Regions from separate parts of the Zea mays genome. Here region 1 is linked to region 2. The links are chromatin contacts, called in public Hi-C maps. All regions are on one chromosome and are shown on one strand. Each heading gives the region's core, a stretch centred on a gene start, on an enhancer-like site or on the middle of the called end of the contact. The rest is flanking DNA. Distances are from core to core; before and after follow the strand shown. Region 1 has its middle 9.1 kb from the start of LOC103636817. Region 2 overlaps LOC100281290 (interferon-related developmental regulator 2).

Evidence for each region. Hi-C and Micro-C count contacts between places; a contact is called where the count stands out from the background.
Region 1: a Hi-C map of leaf shows a contact between it and region 2, with 4 times the contacts expected there. The contact joins two enhancer-like sites. A contact is called at or near these places in 2 of 25 Hi-C or Micro-C datasets (bundle sheath and leaf).

Annotation. Positions count from the first base shown.
Region 1 is chr1:77,740,601-77,744,042 of Zm-B73-REFERENCE-NAM-5.0, reverse strand. No RefSeq gene overlaps it. Among protein-coding and RNA genes, the nearest start is that of LOC103636817, 9.1 kb to the left of the region's middle. Within about 2 kb of position 1,647, at least 17 of the 20 cell types and tissues checked have an H3K27ac peak or open chromatin away from gene starts, as enhancers often do. A contact at or near this core is called in leaf, where this site is marked.
Region 2 is chr1:77,964,119-77,967,526 of Zm-B73-REFERENCE-NAM-5.0, reverse strand. It overlaps LOC100281290 (interferon-related developmental regulator 2), which reads left to right. Exons shown (of 13, transcript NM_001154208.1): 5 at 98-213; 6 at 304-414; 7 at 515-627; 8 at 707-1,019; 9 at 1,096-1,179; 10 at 1,268-1,318; 11 at 1,401-1,472; 12 at 1,624-1,692; 13 at 1,789-2,217. The coding sequence ends at 1,830. Among protein-coding and RNA genes, the nearest start is that of LOC100281290, 11 kb to the left of the region's middle. Within about 2 kb of position 2,081, at least 5 of the 20 cell types and tissues checked have an H3K27ac peak or open chromatin away from gene starts, as enhancers often do. A contact at or near this core is called in leaf, where this site is marked.

The sequences.
Region 1 (3,442 bases), core at 398-2,897, 220 kb after region 2:
TGCGCACTTTTTTTCATCTCCACCTGAATTAATAATCTCCTCCATTCCCCATAGGGTATACATAGCACTAGAGAGAGTTTATAGGAAGCACGGTACATGTGGGCGGTCGTGTTGGACTTAGACACGACTAAGAGACAACTTACAACCGGTTAGAGATGTTTGAGCTATAGAGCGTGCATATATAGTGCCCAATTAACCTTCTTTGGCTACATCGATTGACAAACAAAAAAAGAGGTGTTGACGCCTTTTCGGAGCGCCAAACACTCAACAAGAACCGTGGCAGTGCTCTCTGGTCAGGCGCGGACGGTCCGCGACCTGGCGCAGGGGCAAAGGTTCCCTGCCTGACGGCCGGACGGTCCGCGCGTGCGCAGGGGCGACGAAGGATCGCCGACGGCGCCTGGATCTCGCTCCCGGGAGGGACCCCGTCGGGGAGGAGAGATCCTAGGTGGTGTCTAGGCTCGGGTAGACCGACCTAGACTTCTCTAATCGACGTAGAGTCGAAGAGAGGCAGAGAATTTGTGGATTGGAAGGCTAAACTAGGGCTAAACTAGAACTAGACTAGAACTACTCCTAATGCATAAGGTAAAAACGAGTAATAGACTTGATTTGATCGATTGTTGGGGGTTCAATCGGCCGTAGCCCTTCATCTATATAAAGGGGAGGTCTGGATCCGCTTCGAACTGATTTCCGAGTTAATCCCGCGGTTTTAGGTAACAAATCCCGCGAGAAACTAGGAACCCTAACTGATTCTGCGCACGCGCGGACCGTCCGCGCCGCCACCGGGGACTGTCCGGACCGCGGACTGTCCAGCCTCAGTGCCGGACCGTCCGCGAGGCTCTTTTTAGCCTTCAACAAGAGAAAAAATGGTTAATCTGGTATATTATTATACTTAAAAGAAAACATACAACTATTTATTGATCTGATATATTATTATACTTAAAAGAGGCGCTCGGTTCACATGACTATTTATTTATATATATTAGATTAGACTACCGCCGCTAGCTTTGCACCACCGTACCTTTCGGCCTCGCATTATATTAATCGTTTGTTCTAGATTAATTTTGTGCGTCCGTGTCCGTCCTCGTGAGAACCTCTAGCCGAATTATTCGTGTGAGCCCGACGACACCGACACACTGCGCGCTCCCGTCCCGCACCCGCCCGATCGAGGAACCGGATCGATCGCTCATCGCCAGCACGCGAGACAACAAGCGGCCCTGCCCCTGCCGTGGATGGGAGGCCCTTTGCTACGTTGGGAGATGAATATGATGGGCGGGACGAAGGGCCTGTTTGGTTCAGCTTTTTCTGAACAGCTTATTTGAAAATCTGGCTGTGGGAGAATCTGAGTATCATTACGATTATGTGTGGAGGAAGATAAAATTGTTCATAAGATTTAAGATCTAGAAAGTGACGGATTCCTACTATTACAACGACTCAACCGATTATGTGTTTATGTTGACTTTGGATAGTTTTTGCCCCAACAAATTTTATAGAAGCTGGCTGAAAAGCTGAGTGTTTGGCCGTCCACAGCAGCTTTTGATGGCCAGAAGCTGTCAGAAGCCGAAACAAACAGGGCCCAAGATGTGTGGCTTGAAGGGACGTGGGTTTCCCCGTAGGCCCGGACGGACAGCCTCTACGCGGTAGCATCCAAGCCGGGGAATCTGGAGACAATGGCATGATTTTGGGGGAGGATGTGGCCGCATGTGCCCCATGATCTGATACTCCCCTCCCTCCCTCCCCATTATTCAGCACCCACACCACACACACCCACATGAGCTGGAGATGTCCTAGCTTCTCGCGGCCGTTTTCCAACTTCCAAGTAGTATTACTGTAGAGTCATTCGGTGTGCAGCTGCATGGAGTGAACAAGAAACAAGATCCAATGGAGGCAGGAAGGCCGAGGTACAGACATGAGCTGTGAGCTAGTGCTACGCTAGGCTAGCTAGCGAAACTGAACCTTTCTGGTGGATCGGATCCAACTACCTAAGTTGGGCATGATGCGAGATTAAACTGAACCACACAGACACATGCGTGGATGTGGATCGGATCGGATCCAGGGCTCTGCTGTCTGCTCTGCTCTGCTCTGCTTTGCCCCCCGGCCGCGCGCGAGATTTTTTTTATCCCTAGGATACTCGACGGCCACCGGGGATAGAGGGGAGGTGATCTTCCTTTTGGGGGACACTGTCCTGTACTTGCTGCTCCACTGGAATTAATCTGCATGCATGCATGCATGCCTGCTTGCCTGCCCTCGGAAAAGGAGCGGTGGTGCTGTACATCTATGATCTATGTACCCAAAAAAAATGAGACAGCGTGAACCACCGGGAGATGTACATCTACTCATCGCCCTTTTTGGATGATTGGGGTAGTTGATGCTTATGCTGCTAATCATCTACTAGTAGCTAGCTTTTCTGTACCAAGGTAGAACATACTACGCAAACTAGCCCAACCTGCACAGCGACTTTCTTAGTGAGTTTTCAGGGCCTCAGGCACCATGTTCCCTCTCTATCTCTATCTGTCTGTCTGTCTGTGTCTTTACTCTCTGTGTTGCCTGCAGGCTGCAGCTCCGAATTGACAAGTGACGTATCATTGTTGCAGCTCCAGTCTCTGAAACGCTCTTCCCTCATCCCTCCCGGCCCATCAAACTTTCGGCAGGCATCGTCATATTGTTGCAGCAGCGGAAAATATGCAGCCATGGTCCAGCTAGTGGTGGAGCGCCCTGCCTCTTCAGATCAGATTCATTCAACATATAAAAGAGCGTCGTACTGTTACTGTACGACGAGCGGACGGACCAGGCGTATCCAAACTCCAAAGCGGAGGGAGGGGAGCATCAGGCAGACTGCCAGAGGCAGGCACACGGCATCGGCAGCGCGCTCTGCACTGCCAGTCCGGGCTCTGCATCTGCAGCTTTCCTCAATCCTCAGCAGCCTGGTTCCAAGCCCAGCGACCACCAGCAAACTCGGACGGCGACTGCGATGCGGCTTCCGAGTCGCTGTTCCTGATCTAGTGATCTGGTCATGTCAAGTCGGCCCAAAGCCCACCGCCACCAGAACATGACATGCATGCATGCATGCAGTGGCCCTGATGACGAGACCGCCGCGTGGAGCTCGTCGCAGCCGCCGGGCTGACGGCCATTACCCCACGCGCAAAAAGGGCGCCTAAAAATCTAACGTGCCGACTTCATCCCTTACCTTAACTAACCATACTTGTACATATACAAAGGGCGCCTCTATAGTCCTAGTTTAACTGTGTTAAGTAATCCTAGTTAGGGTTATGTAGGCAAATACTGGCTTTGCTCCTGATTGGTCTCACATCTCTATATAAGAAACATGTACACCCCCTCATAATACAGAGATCAGAAAAAGGCCAGATGCCCAACCCTATATCATGTGTCTCGTGTGTTTCCTCTGTCGTGTTTATGTGAAGGGAGACGGGTTCTCTACAGCTTC
Region 2 (3,408 bases), core at 832-3,331:
GGGGGGAGGCGGGAGACACATTCCTACGCTGAAGGGCTGCAGCAGAATATGTGATATGCTCATATTGATCATTTTCCCTTCATTTTGTACCTGCAAGGCTTACTGGCAATTACACTAGGTGCTGGAAGTAGTTCGCACGAAATAATGGATGAGTCACATCCACATCTTTTGAGAGTTCTCCAAACTTGGCCTGACGCACAAAAGATGATCTCTGTATGTTGCAATTTTCACTTTTTTTTGTGGTTCTGGTTCTAAGCTTCTAGCAAATTTATCATCTAGTTAAGTTAAACCGAATGATTGTAGGCACTTGATTGCTTAGCAGTTGTCACATTTGTTGGTGCAACTGATCTTGCTGAAACTCAGCTGTCTCTGAAAGCCATCTGGGATGTGATCCATCCAAAATCAGGATCAAATGTAAGGCCGACTGACCTCCATTTTTTTGGTTGTATAGCAATAAGCAGAAAGTATGACATCCAGTTTATTCTAAACTTTATTATTTTGGGTGTGTTTACAGGTCGGCGTAGTCAGAAAACCGAAGCCTCCTTTGTTAGCAGCTGCCGTATCTGCATGGGCATTTCTTTTAACAACTATTGGTTCATCTAGAAGAAATACTGATTCTTGGAAAGAGTTAGTGAAAGATTTCTCAATCACTGTTCTCTGTTATATGTCAATTTGCTCATGAAACTATATGCCCTTCTGCATGTAGGCCAATTACATTTCTCTGTAGCCTTCTAGAAGCAGAGGACCGTGCTGTGCGGATTGCTGCTGGTGAAGCATTAGCTCTGTGTTTTGAGCTAAGAATGTTTGATGTTTCCTCTAGTGACGAAGCTGATGTTGACAGTTACACTGGAGAGGCTGGTGGTTCTAAGCATCAACTTTTCTTGAATATGCAAGCATTGAAGGCCAAACTATCTGGTCTAGTCTATAGTCTATCTATGGAGGCGGGGGGCAGGGGTGCTGACAAGAAAAATCTTAATGATCAGAGAGACCTGTTCCAACGAATCTCAGATTTTATTAAGGTGTAGGTTTATTTAATTCTCTTTCCTTGAATTCTTCTATCTCAGAAAGACCAGAACTGATTTTTTTTTTCTCCAGAGTGGTGAGTGCCCTGAAGAATCACTTAGGATTTCAGGCAAGAATGGCATTTTAAGAGTTACATCATGGCGTGAATCAATACAGGTGTCCGTTTCTTGAATTGATTTTCATTTCCTCAAAATGCTGTGCTCCGAATTTGAAGTTTTTCTGAGATTTGTTGTTCATTTCTTAGTTGAACTATATGAGGCGGTTTCTTGGGCGGGGATTCCTGAAGCATTCACAGGTTATCATAAGCAGAACTTGATATTTCTGTGGAATACTGTATTTTGGTATAATAGTGTTAAAGCTTCTCTTTGTCTGTGCAGGACAACGATTTGCTGCATGAGGTCTTTGACATCAAAATTGATCGTACTGAAAACATGTCAGCCACCGAAAAGGTAACCTTTTCATAGCTATTGGATTGTATTGGGCACATTATATTGTATCATTTCTAAGTTGGTTGGGGAAAAAAAACAGTCACCAGTAAGATAGGCATCAAGACATGGGCATAGCGACAGTTCTCTAAAGAATCTGTTTGCATGCGTTCAGAAAATGTTCAGATCTGGAGAAGAGAAAGGAAGAGCTCTGAAGTTGAATAAAGAGCGTCGTCTAGCTCAGGTGAGCATATGCGTGTTCTATCATAGTTTATGGCGGTGAAATCAGATTACATTGATTGACTCCCAGTTGTATCGTTCTGCACGCCGCCGCGCGCAGGAGAGGAAGCAGCAGAATATCTTGAACGAGCAATATGGATAGAACCTACCCGGAAGACTGGAGTTTTGTACAGTGGAACTGTTACCAGATGGTGAGTGCTGTGTGTGTATGTGACGGTATTGATGCATTTGAGGTGTATTGCTCCGGTGGCGGTACTACAGCGACATGTTTGAAATTGCTCCGAAATACTATTGAGTTTTGTAGAAAGTGCCATGTTCCCTGCACTCCCTAGTGTTTCCTCTGCATGCGCAAAGGAGATCTTGAGTTCAGTTAATCACAATTGTACAGTTCCATAGGGTAGAGATATGAGGTGATTGTGAATAACACAGAGGTCGTCTAGCCTAAGGGCAATAATTGGCGAACTCTTCCTCTAGCCGCAATAATTGGTCTGCAAGAGATTTCGAAATGCGTTCGCTCTCTTTCGTCCTGAACTTTTTATCTTGTCCATTCTCCCTCCGTTTCTTTGGAAACAACAATATTGATTAAATTAGATGAACTGTGCATGGATTTCGAATCACGACCCTAACCCCAACGAGATGGCGGTTGCAATGATGCCCGGCCGGCGTCTGCGGGCTCGGCAATAATAATGCCTCGTGTGCTGAGGATAGGACGTACTTAACGCTCGTGTGCTTCTTCTTGGTCATTGTCGTACGGCACAGGAATCGTATGCTTCCATTCCATCGATCTAGGTGCATCTGCATGCCCCCACGCTGGCAGCTCAGCTGGTGTCAACTGAATAACCTAGCTAGCTAAGGGCAACTTGAAGAGATCAGGTATATGATTTTATAAAGATAAATTTAGTTAATATTTGAAGGAAAGTGTCTCCAATAGACTAAGAGCGTCTCGAAGAGACTATGTATTTTTACTCCCTATTTGACCATTTATTTACCTTTTTATAAAGATTAAACTTTATATATAGCATCTCACTCCACCAGACTCTCCAACAGGTAAGTAAGCTTGGCTAGTCAGAGTGGCTAGCCAAATTTAGCTATAGAGGGGGCTAATTTAGAGAGCTAGATGGCTTGGTGAGTTGGAAGACTAGTCTATTATAGATTTATTTTATTGTTAAGTAGCTAAAATTTAGTTTGATGAGTCATTTAGCTAGTCTCTTGAAGATGTTATAACTCTGTAAATGATTATTCAAATTTAATGGCTCTCTATCCCTCCACATTAACTCTCTATTTTTGAATAGCATGCTTCACTCTCCATTCAGTCCGTAGGTTTACCGAGACTAGTAGATTAGCCTACACTTTTTTTTGTAAAATCTGTTTTAAAGAGCAGCTAAATCTTGTAAGATTTAGATAGCCTTTTTAGCTAATCTTTTAGAGTTGCTCTAATTCTGTTTCCTTTTTCATAGGCAAATCTGGAGCGAGATGCTAACCAGTTACCGCTCTTGCTGCAAGTTTTTATATATATATATATATATATATATATATATATATATATATATATATAAACCTCTTCCAAAATCCAAAATCCATCAACTCTTGTCAGTCGCCAGTTTGTTTGTTTTTTCTTTGGCAAATCTAGACACATAATTCCTAGTTAATTATATGTTCTGCTTGTTATATTAATTTTATTGTTCTCTTTCCTGCCGTAAAAAGGGAAGAGAGAAACTGA